Regions from separate parts of the Mus musculus genome. Here all the other regions are linked to region 4. A link is a contact called in public Hi-C and promoter capture Hi-C data. All regions are on one chromosome and are shown on one strand. The core of a region is the stretch at or near the end of the contact, and the rest is flanking DNA. Distances in the headings are between cores, read along the strand shown.

Region 1 (7,369 bases), core at 4,403-6,902, 1.5 Mb before region 4:
CATCCAGGCATACTTAGTGAGGCCCTGTCTCAAAAGTAAAACAAAACAAAACAAAACAAACAAACAAAAAAAAAAAAAACCAGAGAGAGATCAGTGGGTAAAGACTTTTGTCAGCGAGCCTGGCTGCGTGGGTTCAATCCCCAGGACATACAGAGGAGAAGAGAGAACCATTTCCTGCAAGTCGACCCCTCTCCACCACGTGGGCAGTGTGGCACATAAGGCAGAGGCACAAATACATGTTATAAAGTATTTTTAAGAACCTTTCCATTCCTATTGTAAGAGGAAAGAATTGTTCACTTATTTGTGTTTTTATTTCGAAGTGGCTATCCTCCAGCTCCAGCGTCTTTTTTTCCGTTTCCTACTTCGATTTATAATGTAATGTAAACATCTATACTATGGCATGTGGTGTCCGTCTGTACTCTCAGTCTGAGGGCAGGAGCTCACGACTTTATCTTATCCCCAACAGTCTGAACACTTCAAGACAACGTCCCAGAAGGTGGCCCGGAAGTTCTGGTGGAAGAATGTGAAGATGATTGTCATCATCTGTGTGATTGTCCTTATCATCGTCATCCTCATTATACTTTTTGCCACTGGTACCATCCCCACTTAAGAGTCCCTTCCATCCCACCCTACTCCTCAGGGGTGACCTCCCTAATATGTGCCAAGAGGAGCCCTCTCCTGTCCTCCTCCACCCAAGTGCTGCTCAGTCCCTGTGAGGGCCTTCTGCTGCATCAGATGCCCCAGACGCACCTTGATCCCCTGGGAGGAGACAGCTGGACTGTAGCTGCATCTCATGGTCCTGAGAGTGGGTTACAGAGACCCAGAGGACCCTGTCTGTGGCTGGGAAACTGTTGGTGGCTGGTGGGCAATAAAGACCTCTTGGTATCCCTAAGTGTACGAGGCGCTTTACTCCTGTGTCTTTCAAGTGTCTGTTTCTTTCTTTCTGAGGAACCCCTCCAGGCTGGTTTCTCCCAATCTAGAACCAAGATAGTGCAAGGATTGAGCACAGGTTTAGTGAAGAAAGATGGCAGCTCAGAGGCTTTGCATACCTGAATTAGATATGCCAATCACTAGACCCAGCTAGAATCAATAAGTCAGTCAGTCTGTCTGTCTGTCTTTAAAAGGACTTTTATTTTTTAAGAAGAATGAGTATGGGTTTAGAGAGATGGCTCAGAGGTTGAGAGCACTGACTGCTCTTCCAGAAGTCCTGAGTTCAATTCCCAGCAACCACATGGTGGCTCACAACCATTCTGTAATGGGATCTGATACCCTCTTGTGGTGTGTCTGAAGACAGCTACAGTGTACTCATAGACACTAAAAAAAATAAAGAAAATTATTTAAAAAAATAAGTATGAGTATGTGAATGAAGAGCCTGCAGAGGCCAGAAGAGGATGTTGGTTCCCCTGGAGTTACAAGCCCAACATGGGCGCTTGGAACCAAACTGGAGTCCTCTGCAAGAACAGTTTGCACTCTTCCCCCCTTCCCCTTAGGTAAAAGTTTATGTTTGATTATTAATTAAAATATAATTATATTGTGTTGCCCCTTCCCTTTCCTCTCTTAACACCCCTCAACTCATCATCCTCCCTTCACTTCCTCTCAAATTCACGGCCTCTTTCTTTCATTGTTTTACACACACACACGCATACACAGTGTGCAGATTTGTGTTTGGTTTTGCTCGCATGTAAATAATTACAGGGCTGAGTACTTGGTGTTGATAACCAATTAAGAATCTCAACTCTGGAGAATTGTTGTTCCTCCCCCCTCTGTGCTAGCATGCCTGTTGATGTCCTTGCTCAGATCTTGTTTAGGCAGCCATATTGTTGAACAGTTTGCACTCTTAAACAACGAGCCATCTTTCCATCTCTCTCCCTCTCTCTTGTATAGATGTGTATGTGTATATCTGCATCGGTGAATGCCGGTGCTTGTGCATCTATGTGTGCAAGTGTGTGCACGCCGGAGGTCAATGTTGGATGTCTTTATCGCTCTCTGTCTTACTACCTAGTGGACTCTTCTTCCTGACGGTTGAGCCTACAGCATAAGGTCTGTGAGATAAGAGTCTGTACTGAGGTACAGCTCCAGCCCTCACCCCACTTTTTGAAACAGTCACTCACTAAGCCTGGAGCTCATCAGTTTGGCTTAGGGATCCATCTCCACAGTGCTGAGGTTACAGAAAGAAGCACACATAAAACTTTTATATGGGTCCTAGAGATTTGGACTCAGGTCCCATGCTTGCATAACAAGTGCTTTCCCTGCTGAGCCCTCTCCTGAGCCCTCCTGTTTTTCTTTGTACCACACTGTTCATTGTCACAACTCACAAGAACAAGGATTTCCTAGAGCTCTTACCATAAGGAGGATTAGAACTTCATAGCACTTTAGAGTGGGATGCAGGATTCAGCGCCCTCCTGGGACCCTGCCATGTCCCTTAACTGACCTCCTGGATACGCTTGCAAGGATATGATGATGGGTCATGTAAGACCTGGTTCAAGGGCTCTTGTCACTTCTGCCATGTCTCGTCTATGGCCTAGGTATGACTCAGAGCCAGAGAGAGGCTGAAGGAGCTAGTCAGCGTATCCTTTGTGGGTTGTTCTGTTTGTCTTTTGTCTATCCTTGCTTTTCTGGGTCTTTATAGAGGCCTGGATCTCAGCTGTTCTGAGGGAGTGGTGGTGAGCATCTCTCCCTCCCCAGAGTCCCATGGCTAGTCAGAGTCAATGTCACAGGACCAGGCTGACAGCACAATGAGCTTTCTGTCTTCTGGACTCCTCCTTCCCACCAGGTTCTTCATCACTGCGGTTCTTTCCAGAGCCCAGTCTGCCTTGGCTTGTGGTTCTTGGCTTCCTCTGTCCTTGGTTCCTACACAACCTTTCCAGAATTAGAAACAACCTGTTGTTGGGAGCATGTGAGGAAAGGGATGGGTTGAGAGTCAAAAATGTGGGATACTAAATACAGGCCAGATTTTGGATCATGCTCTCGATTCCACAGAGGGCAGGGAAAGTACCAAACAGCCCCTCTCCATCTACTTTGACATGAGTGAGCCTACCCTCTTCACCCCCAGCCCATTCTGAGGTAATGTGTCCAAGCATGGAAACCAGTGGTCTATCCTCACAGTGGCTCAACCCAGGGACAAAAGCCCCTGGCATTTTGGTTAAGAGAAGCCACATTTAGGATGTCAAGGGCAGCCTGGAAGGTGGAAGATGGCTTTAACTATTTCTCCACAGCAGCTCAGGAAGGCTACACAAATCTAGAAGCACACCAGCATCTCCAGCAAAGGAACAGGCCTACAAGCGTTTAGAACAGCTGGGCAGTGGTGGCGCACGCCTTTAATCCCAGCACTCGGGAAGCAGAGGCAGGTGGATTTCTGAGTGTGAGGCCAGCCTGGTTTACAGAATGAGTTCCAGGACAGCCAAGACTATACGGAGAAACCCTGTCTCGGAAAGGAAAAAAAAAAAGAGTTTAGAACAGAGAAAAGCCAGAGTCAGCACTTCCTGTAAGAGGCTGCTTTCATTTTACATTGGAGTCAAATTCACATGGCCTTCTTTTTTCTCTTCTTTTCTCCTCTTTTCTTTTCCTTTCTTTTCTTTTCTGTTGTTTTCTTCTCTTTTCTCTTTCTTCCTTTCTTCCTTTCTTTCTTTCTTTCTTTCTTTCTTTCTTTCTTTCTTTCTTTCTTTCTTTCTTTCTTTTAATAGACAAAGTCTTACTTTGTAGCCTTGAAGCCTAGGTTAAGCTGTCCTGGAATTTACTATATATGACCCAGGCTGGTCTCAAACTCAGTCAATCCTCCTGCCTCATCCTCTTAAGTGTTAGGATCACAACCATAGCTACAGAGCCAGCTCAGTTTTCTGTTTGGTTTTGTTTTATTTTGTCTTCGGGCAGGCTCTCATGTAGTAACTGCTCACATTCATTAGACAGCAGGCCATGGCTGTGAACCTTGACCCTTCTGCTGCTGGCTCGCCGATGCTGCCATCTACCACCAAGTCTGGTTTGTATGATGCGGGACATCAAACCCAGGGCTTGGGGCAAAACAGGCAAGCCCATCCCCAGCATCCATTTACAATTGAGTTTTTGCCTTAAAACTAAAGTCTTTTTAAAAACTCTTTGTTCTTTAAATTATTTTTATTTTATGTGTAAAGATGCTTCCTCTGCATGTGTGACTGTGACCATGTGTGACACGTGTCCTTGGAGGCCAGAACAGGGCATCGGATCCCCCGGAGCTGGAGTTAACAGACCGCAGTGAGCTGGCATGTAGTGAGCTGGCATGTAGTGAGCTGGCATGTAGTGAGCTGGCATGTAGGTGCTGACAATTAAACCTCAGTCCTCTGGAGGGGCAGCCAGGACTCTTAACTGCTGAGCCGTCTCTGCGGTCTCACATTTTAGCCTTCGATTAAGCACATAAAACAGCACCACTTAATATATTCCTCCGTGAGCTTTTTGTGGAATTCAGAGCACAGCGTATCCTTTACAAGTCTTCAGGCTTTCTGCACCTTTTGCACAGTTCTTTACAAACAACCTCATTTTAACCTTGAAGTTGGCCTGAGGCTGGGACGGGCCAATGAGATTAAGGAAAGGACTTCTCAGTTCCCAGTTCTGCAAGAAAAGCCGCAGTTTCCTCGGCATCTCTCTTCGTCAAGAACTCCATCTTCCTCACCTGTTAGAGGACCATCCCGCAAGGCCCACACCAGGAATCTAAGAGAAAGTGTGTGTTCTCAGGCTGGGCAACACCTGTTTGTTTTCCTTGCAGCAGCTTGCAACTCTGTCCTAAACTCATGCTGTGAAACTCTTCAAGACAGTCTGTGTAGTTTGTATTTTATTCTTATCCAAAAGAGATGGTCTCTGCTTGAGTACCACTTTGGAAGCTGGCTCCCATCTTCTCCTTTGCCTCTTCTGCCTCTTGTTGGTTCAAAACTTGAGATCCATCCACACACCATTGAGACTTTTAGCTCACAGAAATGTCTGCAACACTTTAGCATTTTAAAAATCTTCCTCCCCCAATGTATGGAGATCAGAGGCCAACTTGCAGGAGTTGGTTCTTTCCACAACGCGAGTCCATTTTTTAAAAAGATTTATTTATTTATTATATGTAAGTACACTGTAGCTGTCTTCAGACACTCCAGAAGAGGGCGTCAGATCTTGTTACAGATGGTTGTGAGCCACCATGTGGTTGCTGGGATTTGAACTCCGGACCTTCGGAAGAGCAGTCGGGTGCTCTTACCCACTGAGCCATCTCACCAGCCCTAGCTTACCATTTTTAAGGGTATAACTCGGTGACATACAATGTATTCAGAATACTGCCTGTTCCGTCTGTAAATAATCAGAACTTTGGAGTGGTTGGTGTGTTTTTAATTTCGGGTGAGACGCACTCACCAAGGTGGCAAATACTTCTGGCTTGTTCATGTCAGCTCCAGCACATAGCTCCCACAGATGCTTTTTGCATGACGGAATGACGCCTCCTGGGCTAACTCCTGATGCAGCCCCAGATCCAAGAGACATCGGTCCCCAATTCACCAGGCTGGGGTGTCATCGGAAATCGGACGCCTGTGGCCCGGTAGGAGGCGCCCCACGGGTCCTGTCACCGCTTTCGGTTTGCCCGGGACGGGCACCTCTGAGAAGGCGCGCCCCCCTCCCTCTTGGGCTGCGGGCCCGCCCCGCCCCACGGCTTCCTCCCGGGCCGCGGGCACTGAGGCCGCTCGGGGCAGAGGAATCGGAGCCGGCGAGCAGGCAGCGGCGGCGGCTGCGGAGGCAATGGTGAGACGGGCAGGGGCAGAGGGCGATTGTGCAGGGGCAAAAAGCAGGATTCTGAACCCCAGGGGCATAGGTCACGCTGGTCGCACGGACTAGTCCCCAACTTTGCAGGCAACCGGGGAGGGAGACTTCGGAGTGCGCCCCGTCGGGGCAGAGTGAGCGGTGCTACAGCTTCCCACGCTCCTGGAGCAGTTATCAGCTCCCGGCAATACCGGGCAAGTTACTTAACCTCCACGAGCCTCCTTTTCCGCGCAGTGAAGTAGGGGCAGCAATACTTACCTTGGTGGGTCCTTGAGAGGTTAAAGAAGATGTTTATGGTCGCTGCTGCCAGGCACTCAGAACCCTTTGCTGAGAAGTGGTAGGTAATGCGATGACCTCTCCAGCTCTTCCCCAGGCTAAGAGGAGCCAGAGCTGGCCCAAGGGTTGGAAACCTGAGCAGATGCCTGGTAGAGGCCCCGTGCTGACGTGCTGACAGATAAACACTTCCCTGGGGGAAAAGAGAAAATAAGTTGTTTACTATAAAAGTTCCATGAAGTTATCCCTGTGACCCAGCCTGCTGACTCTTTCCTAACCTCTACCTAGTAACATAATCATGAGTTGAGTCACCTACATTCACTCCTGCTGCAGACTTGCCATTTCCAAGACAAAAGTGTCAGGGACCACTGATGCCTGGATCCCACCTTCCAGGGCTCCTGGGAAGGTGGCCAGACTGGAAGCAAGTTTAGTACTCTAAGATGGGATGGATGTGGCCTGGCTAGGGGTGGCAATGCCTGGATGGCCTCATCTCTAGGGAACTGGAGGCAGGAAAGGGAAGTGTGGCAGGAAGGTAGCCCTAAGCTTTGAGGCCACACCAGGAAACCGAGGGAGGCTCTGAGAATGGGCTGGAGCTGAGAGCCCACTTCCGAGAGTACAGGGCAGAGATGGTCTTTCAACTGGCTCTCAGCTCTTGAGGAGAAGTTCTGAAAAGAAGGCTGCGCCAGGTTAGGTTATCTGGCTGTTCAGGAGAACCTTGGGGGTTCAGAGTCTGGGGGATGCATTAATTTTATCCCTTCAGCCTGTCTCCAGCTCCATCATCTATCTCTTCTTCCCTTGTCCCCCTTTCTGTCTCCAGCTCTTTCCTCCTGCATCCCATCCCTCTGACTACCATATATACCCCCACCCCCAACTGATTTCCCTTTCCTTTCCCTTTTCTTCACTGGGACTCATTCAGTCAAAATGATTTAAGAAAAAAATTCTTTTTTGCCATTGGAATAGCACAAAACAGTGATGGAGGAGATGAAAATGAGAGATGGAAATGAGCAATATTTTTTTGCATGTGTGGTATGCACGCTTGTTCACGTGTCTGGGCACATGCCTGTTTAGATACATGTGGAAGTCAGAGGCTGATGTCAGGTGTCTTATTAAACAGCTTTCCACTTTATTTTTGGAGACGGGATCTCTGGTTCAACCTGGAGCTCACCAGTTTGTCTCGTCTAGCTGCCAGCTTGTCCTTGGGACCGGCCCCTTCTTCCTGCCCCTAGGATTACAGGCAGACTGCCTGGCTTTTATGTGGGTGCTAGGGAGTCAGACTCTGGTCCCCAAACTTGTGCAACAGGGGATTTATTTATGGAGGCATCTTCCTAGCACCATAGAT
Region 2 (6,720 bases), core at 214-2,713, 1.7 Mb before region 4:
TCTTTCACTGGGAACGGGAAGCATGCCGGGAACCAGACCCAGGGCCACAGGGCACAGCTGGAAAATGCTCTACCACTGAGCTACATCACAGCTGGCCACCTCTGCTGAGGACTCCGTTTTCCCCCATTGTGCCACAATGTGATGAGTTTTAGGGGCTGGCTTTCTCCCCGAGACATGAAAGCACCTTTGGAGCAGGAAGCTGAGTTTGCCTATGGACCTTTGGACACACCTGACTGTGCCCGGAAAAGTGTCTGATTGTCCTAACTTGCTGAGATCCAATGACTGGACTAGATGAAAACCAACGGGATTGCTTAGGATCTCGACATCCAGGCAAGGCCTGGAGCAGCCTTGAAGCAGAAAGCCAGAGGGCAACGAGGCCCATCTGACTGTCGTGAGCAGTGGGGGGGAGGATGTGTGCCCTGCTGGCTAACTCTGGCTAGAATACCTTTTAAGGACACACTGGGGGCTTAGAAGTGGAGTCCACTCCTACCTCCAACAAAATGCTTGATCCTATCAATGTGCATCAGTGGCCCAGTACTGAGGAAAACTGGGGCTATTTTTGCCCTCTTGGACCCTGACTCACAACAGGTCACTTCCCCTCAAAGACCATATCCGCCCCGTTAGTGTGAGCTGAAATAGCGGCCCTAGGGAGGAAATAGAGGGCCAATTCAAGAAGCCCAGGACTTTCTGACTGTGGCCAATGTCTCTTAGAAGTGGGAACAGCAGTGGCTCTGAACCCCCAGGACAGGCCAAAGCAGATCCCGCTCCCCACACCCCCAGATTCTACCTTCATCTCTCTCCACACTGGTCCCCAGCCAACCCTCTAACTGGGGGCTGGCTGACTGTCCCTCAAGTAGCTGAACCTACCTTGTTCCTTCTCAGTTCCCTTCCTTCCAGTTGTCTGGGCCCAGGATAGTGCTATCTTGGGGACAGACACCACCAGATCTGAATTCACCTCCCGACAGGTTGATGGCTTCTGGGGATCTCTCAGGTCTGACACCACCTCCTACAGACCAGGATGAGCCCAGACCCTTCAGCTCCTCCCCAGCAGCTAGAACACATCCCACCCACACCCACTCAAGACTCTGCAGCTGCAAAACTACAGCTAATGACCTGAGCTGACTTACGCCTGGGGACACCGTTCCCACCTGTTCCCGGACCCTAGCAGCCAGCCCTCACCTACCCACTCATGAGAGTCCTAGTCCCTTCTCTACAGAGCCCTTCCCAGTTTTACCTCTCCACGGGCCTTTTCTTCTCAAACTCGTCTCAGCTTGCCCCTCGATAGCTAGCTTCTAACTTCCCTCTTCGCCACTGGGCTGCCCCACCCACCTGCCCCACCCATGGGGAGGCTCAGTACTCAGAAGTCTAAGGGCTCAGGAAAGCCAGCTCCAAGGCTGGGCCATGCGGATGGAAGGCTGCTATTTCTCAGACATGGTCACTGGGAGGTTAAAGCCTGACTAGGTCTCATCACAGCGGCCTCGGGCAAGGCAGATTCTGAACAATTTAAAGAGTCAGACCAGCAAGGAAAGTCCCATTCCACTCACTAGCCCCGGCAGAGGCCTGAGTCTGCTCAGGCCCTGCTGTGGCTGGTTAGTCACTTTTCCTGGGTTGGGTCACTGGCCCTACACTACTTTTTCCTCCTCCCCCTGACTAGTTGTCTCATTGCCCTGAGTACATGTGATGATGACCTACTCCTTCTCCCTCCTCCTCTTCCTCCTCCTCCATTCCCCTTCCCCTCCTCCCTCTTCCTCTCCTTCCTCCTTCCTTCTCCTCTTTCTCCTTTTGGTTTTTCAAGACGGGGTTTCTCTGTGTAGCCTTGGCTGTCCTGGAAATCTCTCTGTAAACCAGTCTGTTTTTGAAGCAAAGTTCCAAGAGAGTGTTTGAGGCCCTGACACATTCTCTCTCTGTGTGTGTGTGTGTGTGTGTGTGTATGTGTGTTCATTTTGGTGTTTTGTTTTCGAGACAAGCTCTCATGTAGTCAGGCTAGCCTCTAAAGGCAGCTCAAACTGGTCTTGAACACTTGACCCTTCTGATTCCCGGATGCTGGGATCACAAAAGTGCACCATCGTGACCAACTGTTGTTTGGTTGTTTTACTGAGACAGCGTCTCACTTTGGCACCCAGGCTGCTATGAAACTAAATCTGTAGCCCAGATTGGCTTCAATGCTATGAGAATCCTGCCTCTGCTTCCTGAACACTAGTGATTTACATGTAATGAGGCACCACACAAGGTGTCTTGAAACATGAAGTCTCTCTATGCCCCTTAGCTAGGCATGGTGGCTCTTGCCTTTAATCCCAGCACTCGGGAGGCAGAGGCAGGTGGATCTCTTGAGTTCCAGGACAGAGGGCATATGGTTTCAAGCTCAACCCAAAGCAACAGCCGCTCCCTTCGCACAGTCACAGGACCATAATATAGAATCAGTCTGATCTAACTTGCTGGCCCCAGGAAAGCCTTACCCTGGGGCACAGCCCGAAGTCACATAGAAAACAGGACGCTCAGTCAAGGAGGCTCTTATTCCCTCCTAATCCCTAGGTCAGCAGTTCTCAACCTCCCTAATGTGTGACCCCGCAATACAGTTCCTCATGTTGTGGTGACCCCCCCAACCATAACATTATCTTCCTTCTACTTCATAACTGTCATTTGCTACTGTTATAACTCGTAATGTAAATACTTTAGAGATAAAACTTTGCCAAATGATTCATGACTCACAGGTTGAGAGGTTCAGGAATATTTGCACCTAAGGAGCAGCTACAGTTGGGTGACTCAATGTCCAGGGACCCTGACAGGCCCATCCTGGAAGAATGTTAGTCAACAGTCAGATCCATAAGTCCACTAAGCCATAGAGTTTAGTGTTCAGAGTCATGGCCCTGGCCCAGGTAGCACCGAAGCAAGCTTGCTAATTATCCAACCATCAGACCAGCCTAACCTATCTCGGAGGCTGCTAGGGGAAAGCCTGGAGAAAACAGAGCACAGAGTGGATATGGGGAGTTGGTATTTGCTTGCTCATTTGAGACTGAGCCTGAAGACATAACTCAAGCTAGCCTCAAATGTGTGATCCTCCTGCCTCCATCTGAGGACTGGGATTACAGTGTACACCCCCATGCCTTCTAGATAAATGTGTTCTGTGTGCTAAAATACCATGAGAGAGAGAATTAACTGTTTTCTCAACATTAAATGCAGTCACTGGGACGGTTCAGTGAGTAAAAATGCTTGCTCTGCAATGATGGCCACAGTTCGATCCTCAGAACCTATAATAAAAGGACAAAATGGTTCCTGAAAGATGTCCCCTGAAATGGTAGATACAGCTCAGAGGTCAAGAACAACTGCTGCTCTTCCAGAAGACTGGAGTCTGGTGCCCAGAAGCCACATCTGGCACCTCACAATGGCCTGCAACTCCAACTCTAAGGGTCTGACTCCCTCTTCTGGCCACAGAGAGCACTGCACTCACATTTGAATATACAGATAAATTACACTACACTATTGAGTTTTGTCAACCTGACACAAATCTAGACATATCTGGGAAGAGGGTTTTCTAATTGAGAAAATGTCTCTGTAGGACTGGCCTATAGGCACGTCTGTGGGTCATCACCTTGATTACTGAGCAACATGGGAGGGCCCAGCTTACTGTGGGCAGTGCCATCCTTGAGCAAGGTGGTCCTGGATGTTAAAAGAAAGCAGACTGAGCAAGCCACGAGAAACAAGCCAGTAAGGAGCCCTCCTCCATGGCGTCTGCATCAGCTCCTGCCTCCAGGCTCCTGCCCTGACTTCTCTCAGTGGTGAACTGTTACCTGGAAGTGTAAAATGAAATAAACCCTTTCTTCTCCAAGTTGCTTTTGAGCATGGTGTTTTATAACACACACACACACACACACATACACACACACACACACCTTTCAAAATAAATCAAAAGAGATTTAGAAAGAAAGTTGTCCTCTGGCTGCCACATGTGCTGTGACAACCACCCACATATGATGAATAAGTAAAACTTAAAAAAAAGGAAATGTTCTCTGTAAACAGTTTGTGGGGCTGGAGTGATGGCTCCATGGTTAAGAGCAGTGGGTGCTCTTTCAGAGACTCAGGCTCCATCACCAGCACCCTCACGGAGGCTCCCAACTGTTTGTAACTCCAGTCCCAGGGAATCTAATGCTCTCTTCTGGTCACCTCAAGTACCAAGCACACACACTGTGTACATACATTCATACATGCAGACAAAACACCCAGACACATTAAATAAATAATAAACAAAACAATAAAACACAGCTTTTAGCTGGCATCCAAGTGTTTCTATGGTCAAACGACAGTCTTGACACCAGGGTAGTCTGAGCTAAGATGTCAGCAAAGCCTTGTCCCTGACAGAACCACAGACTTGGTAGAGAGCTTAAAGAGAGAGAAAGGTTACAGGTTGGTCTTAGCTGGACGGGGGGGGGGGGGCGGCGGCTTTAATCCCAACACTGGGAAGGCATCGGCAAGTGGAACTCTATGAGTTCAAGGCCAGACTGGTCTACAGAGCAAGTTCCAGGGCAGTCAGAGAGAGACCGAGTTGGCTTTCAGGACTGGGGATATATATATATATATACATATATATATATATATATATATATCAGTTAATAGACTGTTCACATAACATCATGAAGCCCTGAGATGGATCACAGCATGGAATAAAAACAAAGAAGACCAGGAAGATGGCTCTGCCAGTAAAGACACTACTTCCAAGCCTGAAGACCTGAGTCTGACATGGTGGGAGAAGAGACTGTAAAGCTGCAATGGTGGGGCAGGCCTACAGTCCCAGCACTTGGTGGTAGAGGCAAGAAGACCAAAAATTCAAACCTATCCTTGGCTACACACAGCGTGTGAGTGGAAGTAGACTTACTGCTTACTAGCCGAGGTTTCTCAGGCCAGTGATTCAACTCCCCGGAGCCTCCTTGTGTCCAATCTGTAAGCTGGGCACACAGCTAAATGTAACAAGATGTTACAGGGAATGAGCAGATAAGGACTGTTAGGTAAATAGGAATTCTTCTTTAAAAATTACATTTACTTATTCTGGAGGAGGCGTGGCATGTGCACACCAGGCTTGAGGACAAATTACAGGAGTTGGTTCTCTCCTTCTATCACGTGGGTCCTGGGAACCAGATGCAGGTCTTTGGGCTTTGGTGGCAAGTGTCTATACCAGCTGAGCCATCTGATGGACTGTTTCTCCTTTCTTTAGTCTGCCATTCATGTCAGCAGTGACTGTGAACGCTGCTGAGATGACTAACTAGGGGCCCTGGTAAAAGGCCCAGCGTATGCTAGAGCAATCCCCATTCCTTCCCAAGCGTCACGGTAGGCCGCCAGGGAAGAGAGTTAAAACCAGGGATCCCCTCCCCCCTCCTTCTGTGACTACTCAGATCCTTGGGTCCTAGCTGCATCAGGGCAGAACCTGGGTGGCCCTTAGGTTGGGGACCTATGTACACACCAGGGAACAAAGATGAATGAAAACCATTGTTCACTACATTTGAGGGTCCTATTACCAAGGGAATAATAATAATAATAATAATAATAATAATAATAATAATAATAATAATAATAATAAATTGCTGGGACTGGAGCGATGGTTCAGTGTGGTTAAGAGAACTCACAGCTTTTCCAGAGGACCTAATTTCAGTCCCCAGAACTCACATCAAATCACTCAAACCTCTATCAGTCCAGCTCCAAGGCATCTGATGCTGTTCTGGCCTCTACTTGCAGAAACCCACACTCAGACACACAAAATACACAGGAGAGGGAGGGAGGAGAGGAAGGGAGGGAGGAAGGGGGGGTAGAGAGGGGGAGAGGAAAGGCTTGCTGAGTGTGGGTAATCTAAGCGCTGCTGCGGTGCACACCTGTAATCCTAGCACTTGAAAGATGGAGGCTGGAGAATCACAGGTTTGATGTCGCCTTTGGCTACGTAGTGAATTTAAAGAAGTCTGGGCTACGTAAGACACCGTTTCAAAAGAAAGCCAACAAAAAGTTATAAAGAGAAATGAGGAACTTGTTTCTTTTTAAGATTCAGGTTGGTTTCCCCACCCCCACCACGCTTCCGTTCTGCCCTACCGCCAACTCCCTGCTTCAAGTTCGTCCCTCGAGAGAATGGGAAAGTGCTTTGCCTGGTCTCTTCTACGATCAAAACACCAGTACAGTTTTCTCCTCTAGGAGCCTGGAAGGTGTGGGGAGACAGGGAGCCGGGCGCCTCGGAACCCGCAGAGTTAAAGTAAGATCCCTGGGCCATGGAGAACCCTTGGAACGCGACTTACTTGCTCTCGGGGGTTCCTGGCTCTGGACAAAGTTGTTTTGCTGGAGACCACGCCTCCACCCCCTCGGAGAAGTGAGTCACCCAAAAGGGCCAAGTGGCAGGGGCTGACTGGGGCGTTCCCTTCCCTTTGCTGCTCCAGAGACCTAGCACTGGGAGCCTTGTAGGGACCCCAGGGCCGGTAAAGCTAAGGTTCCCTATACTATGGGAAAACGGGCTGAGGACAGCAAGGCAGCTTCCACCTCCCATACAACCCATGGATTCTTGGTCTCCATCACGGTGCCAACCTTTGCTGTTCCTTGGAGCACCCACTTAGTACATGGTGCCTTCTTTTATCTTTCTTTTGTTTTGTTTTTGTTTTTGAGACAGGTTTTCTCTGTGTTTTGTCTTGGAGCCTGGAACTTGCTCTGTAGACCAGTCTGGCCTCGAACTCACAGAGATCCTCCCGTCTCTGC
Region 3 (6,780 bases), core at 3,581-6,080, 1.8 Mb before region 4:
AAAACACCCATACACATACAAGTTAGTGAATAAATCAAGACGGAGATGGCTCAGTCAGTAAAGTGCTTGCCTTACAAGCAGGGGGGTGGGGGGGGCGGAGGGGGTCTGGGTTTCACCACTCAGAACCCATGTTAAAAAGCAGGGAATGTTTGAGTTCCCACTGCTGGAGAGGTGCTGATAGGTGGATCTCTGAGGCTTACTGACCAACCAGTCTCTAGCATGCTCAGCCAGTCCTACAACGGTGCAAGACCTTGTAAAAGGCAGATCATGTCTGAGGAATGACGGAATGACATTTAAGGTTGTCCTGTGGCCTACACACACACACACACACACACACACACACACACACACACACAGGGAAATAAGCATTCATGCGTACACATGCAGAAACTCTTTTTCCTTTCACTCTGACAGATTAAGAAATCTCAGTGCTCAGGGAAAAAACGAAACAACCAAGACAAACTCTGCTTGAAAAATGCCATCATGCTACCTAGTCCTTTGTATGCTGACACAAATGGGGGAAAGTAAATACTACTCAGTGCTAGCCGGTCACTGTAGTCCCCGCTACTCAGGAAGCTGAGGCGGGAGGCTCCCTTGAGTCCAGGAGTCTGAGAGAAGTGTGAGCAGCATGTTGAGATAAGAGGAACAGCGGGGGATGGAAGAGAATGGAAGGAAAAAGAAAAGAAAAGTTCCCTGTTATCAGAAGTTTGATAAAAATAACATGGCCCTGAGCAAATTGCTCAATCTTTTTGTGTATCTGTCATCTTAGAAGCATGCAATTTAACCACTATCTGATAATAAAGTTACTAGCAGGTGAGAAGGTGAGAAGAATCTGGATGTTCAATAATAAGAAAACTGTCACAGTTATAATAAACATGTACGTTAGTTTTACTGAAACAATTACCAATGATATTTTAAACAGTGCTGGGCGGGTATGGGAGACTTTTGGGATAGCATTGAAAATGTGAACGAGGAATATACCTAATTAAAAAAAACAAAAACAAAAAAACAGTGCTGAGGAAAATGGCTCCTGGGTGGTGGTGGCGGCGGCGGCGCACGCCCTTAATCCCAGCACTTGGGAGGCAGAGGCAGGAGGATTTCTGAGTTCGAGGACAGCCTGGTCTACAGAGTGAGTTTCAGGACAGCTGGGGCTACACAGAGAAACCCTGTCTCGAAAAACAAAAAAAAAACAAAAACAAAATAAAAAAAAAAAAAAGGAAAATGGCTCCTGTATTTGTGCTGCACGCTCACACTTCCATCCTGGCCTCTCTCCTCTTGGCTATCACAATCATCCTAAGAGAAGAAAAGCCAAAGTAATAAGCAAGTGGCCAGAAGCAAATTCATTTCCTATCTGCCAGTCCACCACCCCTGGCTCTCCACTGGCGGTCCCCACCTCTGAGAAAGCACCCTCGTCCTCCCTCCCCATCTCCCCTCTGCTTCCTTCCTTTCCAATCTATCTCGGAAGAATGTTAGTTAGTACCCTTTCCCAGCGCCCTCTCCACTCTGAACACTTCCTGTCATTCTCCCTGGGCATGTCCGCTACCTGAGATATGGCAGCAATCTCCTAAATGATTAACACCCAGATCCTTCTCCCCAAGCCAGTTCTTTCTGAAACAACCAGAGTAATGTCCAAACATTCTCCAATCTGATGAAACCTTGCCCCTACTAAAACCTCTTCAGTGGCTTCTTTTACTGTTTATAGATAAAATACAAATGCCCCGGAGTTCTATGTGATGAGGACGTCTCCCCTGCCCTGCCCGGTAACGTGGACACTGGGTCGGGTTTAATTATTTGCCACTGCCCTCTCCACCCACCCACACCCACACTAAGCCAATATCCTTAAATGTTAGTCAAACATTCGTCTTAAAGCAGGCAGACAGAATTTTCTTTTACAAACAGATTCATTTACCAGTTCACTTCCTCTAGCAAGGCAGAGTCAACATTATAAAATTGTGTGTGTGTGTGTGTGTGTGTGTGTGTTAGTTCTGGAGACTGAACCAAGTGCCTCTCATGTGTCAGGCAAGCAGCACTCTACCCCTGAGCTACAGTGCGTTTCCTGGAAGAAGCTGGAGGACTTCTCACATCTCTTGCAATCTTTATTCTCTCCTCAGCAATGTAAGAGGAGGGAGGAGGAGGAGAGGGGTGGGGAGGAGCTGTGAGGAGCTCATTGTGGGGATTTGTATTCAGGTGCCAGGAAAAGCCCTTGTTTCTGAAACTATCTGTGCCATGCACTATTCCCTGAAATTTGAAAACTTCCAGCCGTGCAGGACTAGAATACACAGTGCATCGTGGTGGGGAAATCATGGCAGCAGGAGCAGAGGGAGCTGTTTACAATGAATCCATCACCAGGAAGCAGAGAGGCATGAACCCCGTATACTGTGTTCAGCTTGCTTTCCATTTTATTCTGTCCAGGACTCCAGCCCATGAAATACTAATGTCCCCACACAGAGTGGGTCTTCTCACCCCAATTAACCTAACCTAGATAATCCCTTACAGGCACACCCAGAGATTTCTCTCCATGATGAATCTAAATCCCATCAAGGGGACAATCAAAATTAACCAATTACAGCAAACGTGGACAAATATCTATCTGATATTTATCTGCCTCACTAGATTTCGTGCTTTATCAGATTAAAGTCTTTTTTATTTAGATATGTTTGAGACCACGTCTTACTTTGTTCTTCAGACTGGCCTCCAAATTTTGGTTGTTCAAAGGATCCTCGGCCTCTGAGGCTGGAGAGATTGCTGAGAGGTTAAGAACTCTGGCTGCTCTTCTGACCCAGGTGCAATTTCTAGCACCCATATGCTGGCTCAGAGCCATCTTTAACCCCAGTTCCAGAGGCTCTGTGTCCTTTGGCTTCCTTTGGCCCCAGTCAGGCACAAAATGCAGAGGCATAAACGGAGGCCAAACAGCCACACACATAAAATAACAATACATCCTATTTAAAAGATCCTCTATCTTAAACCTCCAGAGTATTGAGAACCATAGAACCCGGCATGGTGGCACAGAACAGTAATCTCAGCATTTCCAAGGCAGAGGCAGGAAGACTGATGCCAGTTCAAGGTCTGCTGTACTGCGGAGTGAGTTCCAGGCCTGTTATGACTGCAGAATGAGAGCCTGTCTCGAAAATGACAAAGAAAAAAAAATGAACATAGATGTTGAGGCTACTTGTTAAATCACTGTTTATGAGATACCTAGCCTGGCAAATGTTCATAAATGACTTTAGACAACTTGTTTAAACCATCCAGCACTACCATAGATGAGGACACAGGAAATGACTGCAAACAGGAATCTGCAGATGAGCAGAGAGCAAGCACATTTAAAGTGGGTGTATGTTTTACTGACATGTATGTCTCTACACCTCATGTGTGCAGTGACTGTGGGCCAAAAGACGATGTCAGGTCTCCTGAAACTGGAATTATAGACCGTTGTCGGGTGGCTTGTGGGCTCCAGGAATGGAATGTGGGTCCTCCGGAAGAGTAGTCAGTGTTCTTAAGCACTGAACCATCTCCCTAGACACTAAAGATGTCTGTTGCTGTTGTTTTTCAAGACAGAGTTTCTCTGTGTAACCCTGGCTATCCTGGAACTCACTCTGTAGATCAGGCTGGCCTGATTCAGAGATTTGCCTGCCTCTGCCTCCTGTGTGCTGGGACTAATGTTGTGTCCCACCATCACCTGGCTCTCTAAAAAAAGTTTTTTTAAGTATATTTCTTTTAAAATTCTATTTTGTTGTTTGCATTATAAGAATGTGTTGCTTGGGCTGGAGTGATAACTCAGCAGTTAAGAGCACCACTGACTGCTCTTCCAGAGGTACTGAGCTCAAATCCCAGCAACCATATGGTGGCTCACAATCATCTGTAACAAGACCTGATTCCCTCTTCCAGTGTCTGGTGACAGCTACAGTGTACTCACATATAATAAATAAAATAAACCTTAAAAAAAAAAAAAAGAATGTGTTGCTTGTGTGGTGTGGTGGTGCATGTCTTTAACCCCAGCACTCAAGAGGCAGAGGTAGGTGGATCTCTGTGATTGCAAGGCTAGCCTGGTCTACAGAGCGAGTTCTGTTAAACAGAAGAACCCTGTCTTGGAAAGAAAAAGAATATATATGTGGTGAATGAGACAAGAGTGTTTGTCTAGTGTGCATAGAACCACGATTTGATTGCTAGTACCACATAAATTGGAGACACAAGCCAGTAGTCCAGTAGGAAGATCAGAAACTCAAGGTCTTCCTGTTTGAGTAACAAAGTACCTTACTTCCTGGATTGGAGAGATGGCTCAGGGCTTGTTGCTCTCCCACAGGAACAGAGTTCAGTTTCCAACACCCACAGAGTTTGAAACGCTTGAAGCTCTAGCTCTAGGGCATCTGATGCCCTCATCTAGCCTCCAAGAGCACCTACACACAGGTGGCAGACACACATACACAAATAAAAATAGTAAATCTTTGATATTTTATTTCTTAAATAAATAAATAGCCCAACAGGGGCGTGGTGAGGCACCTGTAATCCCAAACACTCAGGAGGCAGCAGGTGCCCACATAGCAATATGGTTTCAAACACATAGAAATTCAGAAGAACAAACAAGAAATCAAAAACCTTGGTAAATTCAGAGGGCCCTGGATACAGCCAAGAAAGGGATTAGGATCAGGATGAAATGTGTTTGCTTCTAGATGGGCAAGTGCTGAAGAGAGTACATTTGTTTGTGAAGTGAGAAAGCAGCATCGGCAACGGAGAGGTTGGAAACACGAGCAGAGGATGCGACAAAGAGGCGCCCGGCCCCACGACCCTACATCATAAGCAGCGAAGGCGACGCAGCACCTGCCGGTCGCAACAGCTTCCGAAAAACGAGGCCAAGTGAACAAGAACGAGATCGCCGAGCCCCGCAGACTGCTGAGAAACAGAAGGGACTTGGGGGGGAATAAAGAGCTGGACTTGACTTCCGGCACTCTACCGGAACACACAGACAACGGCTGCTGTCGCCCGGTAGCCCCACCCCTAAGGCGGGGCTGCGCCGGAAGAGAAACAGTCCGCCGGAAAGGGAGGGGCCACGCTCGGGAAAATCTCGTGCGCCGCTCTCACGTCATCAGAGGGCGGAAGCGCAGACTGCAGGATGCGGTTCCAGGTTGCGTTGCTCCTGCTGAGTGTCGCGGTGGCGAGTAAGGACCCCCACCCCAGCCCAGCTCACTCTCCCCTTTAGGTTCCCCATTCCTCACCTTGGTGGGTCGCTACGGGAGCCGGCGTCTTTCTTGTCTGGCCCGACCCTGCTCTAGCCATCTCCGCTTTCCCATTCGGCCATCCCCGCTAGGCTCTCAGAAGTCAAGCCCGCTTCTCTTCTTCCGAGGACTTACTGTTTTTTGTTTTTTGTTTTTTCTGTTTGTTTCAGGAGCTCTGCCGTCCGTTTATAAGAGAGACGCCGACTCAGGTGACTCTCAGAATCCTCCGAATCAGCCTTCCAAACAGTCCTCCACTCCCCTGCCTTCTTCTAACCAGGTAAAGACTACAAGGCCGACCGACGGTCAGGGGCAGAAGTCAGATAAAAAAGACCAGGACAAGACGACTTTGGCAGCAGTTTCCAGTAAGGCGGAATCTGGGCCGCGGACCGCCGCGACCGATCACAGTTTGGGTGATTCCAGAAGGCAGCCCGAGAAAACGGATGCCGAGTTGAACGAAACTGCGCGGCCCCTCTCACCAGTCAACCCCAAACTGGAAAAGTCTGATCAGAGCTCCACAGAAGATTCAGGCAAGCCCACAGGAGGTAATTCTGGCAAGCCCACAGGAGGTGATTCTGGCAAGCCCACAGAAGCTGGTTCGAATAAGGCCACAGAAGATGATTCTGGCAAGTCCACGAAAGTTGATTTGGACAAGCCCACCTCCAAAATCTCCCCAGATACGGAGACTTCGAAGACTGACAAAGTCCAGCCAACTGAAAAAGGACAAAAACCAACACTTACTTCCAAAACTGAATCTGGGGAAACACTGGCAGGGGACTCTGACTTCTCTTTAAAGCCAGAGAAAGGAGATAAGTCTTCAGAGCCTACTGAAGACGTGGAAACCAAGGAGATTGAAGAGGGTGACACAGAGCCGGAAGAAGGCTCACCACTTGAAGAAGAGAATGAAAAGGTGCCGGGCCCTTCCTCCAGTGAGAACCAAGAGGGGACACTTACAGACTCTATGAAGAATGAGAAGGATGATCTTTATAAGGACAGTTCTGGAAACACCAGTGCAGAGAGCAGCCACTTCTTTGCATATCTAGTGACCGCTGCTGTTCTTGTTGCTGTCCTCTATATTGCTTACCACAACAAACGAAAGGTAAGAGGGGACTGGGATTTCCAGGACCCTAAGTTCTTTGTTCATGGACAGCTATCTGTCACTCATCTGCCTGTGAGCTTTGAGAATTTTAAGATCATCTTGTTTTTTCCATAGACCCTGCTGGGGCTTATAAAACTAAGTTTTGTAAATCAGGTGTTTTCATCATGTGACTTGTTTCCTCTCAGTTCTGCTGTAAAGTGCCAAGTTGGACGTGAGTCATGACCTGACCTAACTGTAATTCCCCTCCCCTAACTTGGAACTCAGATCATTCCCAGCCTCTTGATATGTAGACCTCTTCCCCCTTTTCCAGGCTTAAGATAGTTTACCATTTCTAGCTTCTATACCAACCATCTTCCATCTGGAGGCAGGAAGAATGTTTTCAGTTACATAGTTACTAACACCAAAAGTAGAAAGCCAACCAACAAGAGTTGAAATTGCACAAATGTACACATCTTTGGGGTTAAAGTGTTACCC
Region 4 (7,338 bases), core at 2,614-5,113:
CTTATATTTGCAAAAAATGTTTAATGTTATTTCAAGCCAAAAACTTCTGACAGCAGGTGCACAGTGTATCAAGACGCCAGGAAATATCAACTTTAGTAATTCTTTTGTTAGGAAGTATAGAGACCAAGCAAGGAAAAAGGAAATACACTTTGCAATGAGTATGACAAGCAAGACTAAATTAGTTCTTTGTACCTTCAACATGTCTTCAGTGTGAAGATAAATGATCCACTGCAGAAACCCCAAGTAACACTTCCCTGGGCCCAACCCACTTCAGGAAGCAAATAACATTTTGTAGGCCAAACTCACTGCAGGAAGCAAGTAAGGAATTGCAGGCCTAACCTACTGCAGGAACCCTGAGTAACACTTGGCAATTTATTAACACATGTTGGAAGTCGAGCTGGTAACACAACAGTATCCATAGTTAAGTGTGTGATTGAGGCGTTTGTCCTAATTTTCTCAGTGGGGGGTGGGGTGGGGAAATACCATTTACCAGTCTAAAGTTTAGAAGAAAACTTTCTGAGACTGCTACTGGAAAAACAAGTTTACATTTTTTGGAAAAAGGGTGTTTATCCAGCCAGTCACATGCCTGAGACAGAGTCAACATTCAGGCACCAGGTAAGGTGGATGAAAGCCAATCACAAGAGAGAACTGAGTCTCAGTAGGTCCCATCTTGCTAAGGCTAATCATCAAAAGACAAGGCACAAAAAAGCAGCCACCCCTCACCCCCTTCTGCAAGCTTCAGAGTTCTTCACAGCTGTTTGTAATCAACGCTTGGTTAACTCAGCTCTGCCCCTCTAGCCCTCCCCTTGAAACAAACAGGATATTGTTCTATTATTATGGAACTAATATTTTCAGATTTTTGGCTTGTGAAGAGCACTTAGGTAGAACGCTGACTACTTAGCTCCTGTGGACCCGCTTGCCCATGACTTCTCACTCATTCACACTCTGCAGACTCCACACTACTGTTAACAGGGACCACACACTCTCTCCTCCCAACACACCTCCTCTATTTTCACTTGTGTCTGAGCAGGAGGAAAGTGGTCCTCCTGATTGACAAGCAATCCTTTGCTGCCCTTTGTAACTCAGATCTCACAGCAAGCCTCCTACCTCCCATGGCTTCTCTGTATCTTATCCTTCCTTCCTTTCATTTCCAACCTGTCCATACAGGCTCCCTCCTGGTAAACTACCAGGAAGGAAAGTCGGGAGTGATTCAGAAAGAGAGTAATTCTTACCCTTTGCAACTTACTTCCTTGGTTTAATGAAACTATTAAGTGTGCTCATCACCAAAATTTTCCAGACTCAGTCCTATACTCCAACCTAGTCAGCTATGTTGCTGCTGTCTATAAGATTTCCTGGGGCTTTCTTGTGGGCACCTTCTCTGCTTTATAACTGTAGCTATCTGTCTGCCTTCCCTTTAGCTGAAGTCTTTCATGTCCATCTTCCTGGCAAGCATCAATCTGGATGACCTAAATCTCTGAGGCATCAGGACCAACATCCCTTACCTTTTCTTCCCAGATTCTCTAAGCCTCTTGATGTTCCTGTTTGCTATCATTTTCTGGCCACTAACTCTTGATCTTTATACAGCTGTATCAAGAGATGAAGAACCAACTCACTTGCTAGGAACTAAGATTTTGCTTCAACTATCTCTCATATTAGTCCCAAGTAATGGAATATAATACTAGTATCTTTACCTTGTTTCAGTAAACCTTGTTGCTAGAGAAATAGACCTGACCATTCAAGATTAAGATTTCTCAGACTAATGTGTATATAAATCACACAGTGATCTATTACAAGGCAGGTGCTTAGTAGGTTGGGAGGTACTTGATTCTGGAGGTCTAACGTGGTTCCAAGTGATAATGCTGTTAGGCGAAGAATACACACACACACACACACACACACACACGCACACACGCACACACGCTCCCCAAAATGGTCTCAATATAATTTCCAACCCCCATTCTTCTTGCTGTCTTAAGTCCACCATCTATCAGAATTCTACCCATTTTTAAGAACCAAATCATTCTGTCACAGCCATTTCTTATCTATAAACCTACCTCATCCCTTGCCTTACACAGCATACACCAGCAAACTGTGCATCACCCATGACAGTTCCTTTGTACTGCTTTCTACTGTTCATTTGAACCGCCCTACAGTTAGGACCTTCTGCTTCATCCCGATTGCTGGATTGACTGCGTATTCCTTCCAAGAGCAGAGGCTTCCTGCTCTACCTCCATAACCCCAGGGGTTCTGCTCAGCTTTAGAAAGTCCCTGCTGCTGCAGGTGTGTGTTCTAAGGAAAACAGAATAGTTCTCTCTACTTCGTGTAATTTACTCTTCACAGCTGTTTCACTCATCTAGGAGAGTTCATACATTCGCAAATAGATGAAATTGTATTCTTTATTACTTAAACATTCTTAAATATAACTATTCAAATGGTGTATGGAGAATTTTAGGGCTTGCCCTGTTTATTTCTGGTAATCACTGGGTACCTAGATCAAGGTTCTGATACTTTTTATAATCTATAACTACTATGTTACAAACTTAGATATGTTCTAATTTAGATGCAGCTCTTAATTTACCTAATGCTCTTTTAGCATTCTTTCTATTAAATAGTGCCACTTTCTCCACACATGCTATCTGAAAAATACTTTATTAAAGTATTTTACATTCTGTGCAGACTTTGAAAATTGCTTTAAAACTTGTCTCTTGAATTTGTATGTTTATAAGGCTAAGAAATCCAACTGAAATAAACTATGCTAACCCCCTTTAAATATCAAAAAGCTGCTAGGATAAAAGAACCCAAGCACACTCCTTAAACTTTAACCTCTAAGTGTGTTCGGAGCTCTTGAGAGTGCTTGTTCTTACCCAGAAAAGGTCTGGTTTAGTAAAACCGGGGCGGAGCCTAGAAAACTGTCCATTTAACCAGCATCCCCCTGGTAATTCTGATGCAGGTGTTCCCGCATATCTCAATTAGAGAAACAGAAAATCAAAACCCTCGACCAGGAGCCACAACAGACTTGTATTTGAAGGATAAATGTAGGCATCTCTTTTGAAAGTCGTTTTACCTGTCGCAACAGAATCAGGACAGAACGAGTCAAGTATTTGGGAATGGGAGTGTAAAGTGCATATGGTTAAAGCCCGAAAACAATGAAAGCGGGGAAGTGACTTTCTTCCCTAAGCCGGGTGTTGCATTCTCCAGGCATCCCTCATCCTCCTTTAAAGATGCTGTTGCCCTCCCACAGCCAGGACCAGGCAGGCGCTCAGAGTGGGACAGGAAGGTGTCGCGGCTCTCTGCTTTGTCCGCAGTCACTCGCATCCCTGCGAGAGGTGCCCCGACCCTAGTTCCCAACCTCTCACCTGCCGCGAGGCCGCAGTTCCACGTCGTCATCGGGCTCCGTCGCGCGTGACTCCGGTTCGCCAGCGGCAGCCGGCAATGCCTCGGCGTCCTCCACGGTCACTTCGGCCGTTGCCACCGCAGGCACCCGCGCGGCCGAAGTCGGGGCGGCCGCTGCCCCTAAGCCAAACACTGTCTCCGACGCGGGAGCAAGCAAACTGCGGGCGGGCGCGACCGCCGAGATCCCCGCCGCGCAGCCCAGCAGCAGGAACAGAAGCAGCAGCAGCGCGCGCGGCCCGGGCCGGGTGGCGCGCTCCATCAGCGGCCCGCCCCACGCGCGGGCATGGAGACCCTGCCGTCGGCGCCCGCCCGTCTCGCCGCTCGGAGCCTCGGAGCACTGCGAGCGCGCGCCACGGACCCCGCCGCCTCTCGACTTCGCGCCGCAGCAGCAGAGCTGCCCGGCCACGTCTCAGCCACTGCCACCTGAGTGACAGCCTTGTGCAGACATCGCCCATTGAGCGAGGGTTCCGTGCGTCTGCTCTGCGATTGGTTGCGCGCCTTGCCACTCCGAGCCAGGCAGACGCGTTCCTTGTTGTCAACATTATACCTACCAATCAAATTGTAGTTTTCCCTGTGGCAGTCCGGCCCTTTTCCGGGAACGACGGCCAATGAGAAATGCCCCTCCCCAGAGTCTTCTTAGGCGATTGGTGAATCATTTCAGTTCCCTAATGCCACTTCTGGAACGGATTGGTCCATTCCCTGATTGGCCTCGCCCCTCAAAGTGAGGCGCTGGGAAAAGCTTGGAGATTATTGGTGAAAGTGGATGCTCCTCAAAGGCCTGAGCTAACTGCTTCTTGATTGGTTGGAAGCGGCACTTAGTACGTGGCCGATTCTGAGTGTGAAGAGGACCGTCCCCTGTGAAAGGAAGAAGAGTGGAAAGGAGTCCCGGGTGGCCGGGAGGTGGCTGATCTTAAAGGGATAGATGCTTTTGCTATTCCCAAGCCGAATTTATTTGGAAAGAAGGGATGAGAGTTGGGGGAAAGTGACTGCACAGGTCATGTGTCCTTAGAAGTTCAGGAGTTGCCCAATTTGTGGCTAGGAAGGTATTAAGAATTACAATTACAGCTTTGATAGAGATGACAGTGATCTGTAGAACAGATAACCCAGAGCGCCCGGAACGCCTCTTAACCTGTTTATAAAGGAGGATCCCAGGCCTGGCGCACTTGAAGTAATCTGCACAAGGTCACACAGTCACAAAAATTTATTAAGTCTCCCGGTTGGTTTGGCATGCTTTACACTGCCCTCAGGAGAAATAGAACGACAACGACCAAAGTGGGGAAGGTTCAAATGTTTGACCAAAGCGTTTAAAATTCTCTTAAAGTAGTTGCGAATACCCTGAAGATTTCAGAGCTGGTGTGTGGAAGAGTAAGAAGTTGCATCCTTCAGCAGTGTACTCAGAACACCAACCAAACACTGGGAAGATTTTTAATGATGTTGGCAGTTTGTGTACGCTGGTCTCCATCTGCATGAAGCACACTTAATTTCCACTCAGCCCCAATCCCTATAAACCCATTTCTCCCTTTAGTTCTCACCACATTCCTTCTCTCTTCTGTACAACAAATCTCTAAAGCGCCTTGTCTTCCTGTCCTCTCTCATCTCACACACACTGCACAGGCATTAGTATTCCTCAGCTCCACCCAGATTGCTCTGATTCACTCACATGGTTTTAATAAATTCGAAGAGGAGTCCCGTTTTTCCTCCTAAGTGTCCTCCACTGTGGAACTCAGCCTTTCCTCTATGAGACATTTTGTCCCTTGTTTTCCTGCTTCCCTACAGGGCAGGATATGACCTTCAACTTACCCTGTGTTGCTTAGGATGAAAGCCAAGGACCGGAAGTTCTTGCCCTGTATATTAATTCTCCAGGGCTGTCATAGCAAATTCCCTCTAGCATATGTGTTCTAGAGGCTAGAATTCCTCCATCGGGAGCCATCAGAATCGAGTTCTTCTGAGGCCCCTTTTGGTTTGTTAGATGGCTACTCTATTGCTTCTTCATGTGAACTTTCCTCTGCTCATATGGTCCCTTTCTCTTTTTATTTATTTTTAAAGATTCCATTTTAAGCTCGTATGTATACTGGTACTGTTGTGTCTGGAAGAAACTCTTCCCTTGGAGTTACCTGCTACCTATGACTCTGACAATCTTCCCATCTTTTCTGTGCAAAACACAGCCTTGTGGGGAGAGGTTTGATACAGATATCCTATTTAGGACTGAGAGCTCCAGAGTACCCAACTTTCTGTATATTGTTCAGTTGAGGATCTCTTTGTTAATTTCTGTCTTTATTGCAAGAAGCCGCTTCTCTGATGAGGGTGAATGGTGCTCTACTGACGATATAGCAATATGTCATCAGTAGTCGCTTTATTGCTATGTCCTTATAACAATAATAATAGTAGATTTGCCCCTAAGTATGTGACTGTCTAGTTTCAGGTTTTCACTACAATGTCAGCATCAGCTATGGGTTCTACCTTATGGAGTGGGCCTTAAATCCAATCAAAAAGTGATTGGCCACTCCCAGAACATCGGTGCCACTAATGTGTACATGGACTCAACAGAAACTGACAGCATACAAAAGATCTGCACAGGCTGGAACCAGACCAAAACCCAGCACTGACAGTGGTCGGTGGATACAAAGTCCCGCCCCTAAGCAAGACACTATTTGCAAGATAACTGCTGGGAAAGGGAAAATTAGTTTTCTCCAATGGAGTTTCACTGGGTAGTACATCAGCCACACTCCAGGGTGGGCCCATGCCTAGGAGTACTTACCTGGTTAAGACAAAGCATATGCTAATTTTTTGTGCTTTTTGTTTTGTTTTAGAGGTCTTTATCTTAATTTTTTTCCAGTTTGCTTGTCTGCTTTAATTTTTGGTGTTTTTTTTCCCTCCTGTTTTTGTTTTTATTTTAGAAAGAAAACCTGAAGTTGGGTGAGTAGGAGGTGAGGAGGAATTGGAGCGGGGAGAATACCATTTTATTTATTTATTTATTTATTTATTTATTTATTTATTTATGTGTGTGTGTAAATTTTAATGTGAAAATTTTCACTTTAATTATTTTTAAAATGTGTGTATGTGGGTCTCTGTGTAGGTTTGTATGTGTGAGCGCACGCAGTGCCTGTGGAGGTCAGAAGAAGGCATATGATCCCCGGAGCTGGAGGTACAGGTGGTTCTGAGCTGCTTGATGTGAATGCTGGGAACCAAAGTATTGTCCTGTGCAAGAGCAATGCACACTTTTAAACACTTTGCAACTTCTCCTTCCTTTCTTTTTATTCTTGGTAAAACATTAGCTATACTGGATTAGAACCCACACTGGGGTTTCAGGTTAACTTAATCATATCCTGGGAGCTCTTACATCCAAATTGTGTTCTGAGATACTAGGGGTTAGGATTTCAGCATACAGATGTAGTGGGGAGGGACAGAGTTCAATATAAAACATCTGGACACCCACAAGATGTGTTTTCATGCTATTCAAAGTTATATTACCTTCCCAACGAGGCACCTCCTGTCCACCATATTTGAACTGAAATCCTTACAGCCTCATTCCCTATGTTCTTTCTGCTTTATTTCTCTTGGACTTAAATGCTGCGTGTACTATTTTTATGTCAATTGCCCGAGTACCTCTATTTGCATGTAAGGTTTCTGATCATTTGCTCACCAATGCAGCTTTAAGTTCAAGTAGTTGAACTAAGCATTTAACGAGTATTTATCGGATGAATCAATAAATACTCCAGGATGAAGAGGAAATAAACAAGTGGAAAGAAGGATAGAGGGGGGTTGTGGAAGCAATATCCTAGACTGTCTGAGGACATAGAAACAGCTCGGCTTGCCACTCTGAATGCAGAGATTAGGAGGCATCCATGGAGAAAAATTATTTTGAAACATAAAGCAGATTTTTTTTTAAAAAACCTCAACCCAATTAGTTGACTAATTGCTCACTCAAAAATATGTGATAGATTA

The links. Promoter capture Hi-C pulls out the DNA fragments that hold promoters and counts their contacts. A called contact is a pair of places that touch in the nucleus more often than the background predicts. Capture Hi-C pulls out chosen DNA fragments and counts their contacts.
Region 1: a promoter capture Hi-C map of pre-B cells shows a contact between it and region 4, with 3 times the contacts expected there. The contact joins the promoter of Vamp5 here to the promoter of Eif2ak3 in region 4. A contact is called at or near these places in 3 of 39 promoter capture datasets (the C10 cell line, cranial neural crest and pre-B cells) and 2 of 9 other capture datasets (adipose tissue and liver).
Region 2: a contact with region 4 is called in a Hi-C map of B cells, with 5 read pairs. The contact joins the promoter of Capg here to the promoter of Eif2ak3 in region 4. A contact is called at or near these places in 1 of 484 Hi-C or Micro-C datasets (B cells) and 1 of 115 datasets of contacts at active chromatin or transcription factors (pancreatic cancer cells).
Region 3: a promoter capture Hi-C map of liver shows a contact between it and region 4, with 3 times the contacts expected there. The contact joins the promoter of Tgoln1 here to the promoter of Eif2ak3 in region 4. A contact is called at or near these places in 2 of 39 promoter capture datasets (erythroid cells and pre-B cells) and 1 of 9 other capture datasets (liver).

What each region holds. Positions count from the first base shown.
Region 1 is chr6:72,378,751-72,386,119 of GRCm38.p6, reverse strand. It overlaps Vamp5 (vesicle-associated membrane protein 5), which reads left to right and starts at 5,652. Exons shown (of 3, transcript NM_016872.4): 1 at 5,652-5,739. The coding sequence starts at 5,737. It overlaps Gm52494 (a long non-coding RNA gene), which reads right to left and starts at 6,838. Exons shown (of 3, transcript XR_003956310.1): 1 at 6,347-6,838; 2 at 6,016-6,223; 3 at 902-976. It overlaps Vamp8 (vesicle-associated membrane protein 8), which reads left to right. Exons shown (of 3, transcript NM_016794.3): 3 at 467-899. The coding sequence ends at 610.
Region 2 is chr6:72,544,016-72,550,735 of GRCm38.p6, reverse strand. It overlaps Capg (capping protein (actin filament), gelsolin-like), which reads right to left and starts at 1,463. Exons shown (of 10, transcript NM_001042534.3): 1 at 1,235-1,463.
Region 3 is chr6:72,615,050-72,621,829 of GRCm38.p6, reverse strand. It overlaps Tgoln1 (trans-golgi network protein), which reads left to right and starts at 4,830. Exons shown (of 4, transcript NM_009443.3): 1 at 4,830-5,153; 2 at 5,381-6,306. The coding sequence starts at 5,108.
Region 4 is chr6:70,841,040-70,848,377 of GRCm38.p6, reverse strand. It overlaps Eif2ak3 (eukaryotic translation initiation factor 2 alpha kinase 3), which reads right to left and starts at 3,863. Exons shown (of 17, transcript NM_010121.3): 1 at 3,357-3,863. The coding sequence starts at 3,652.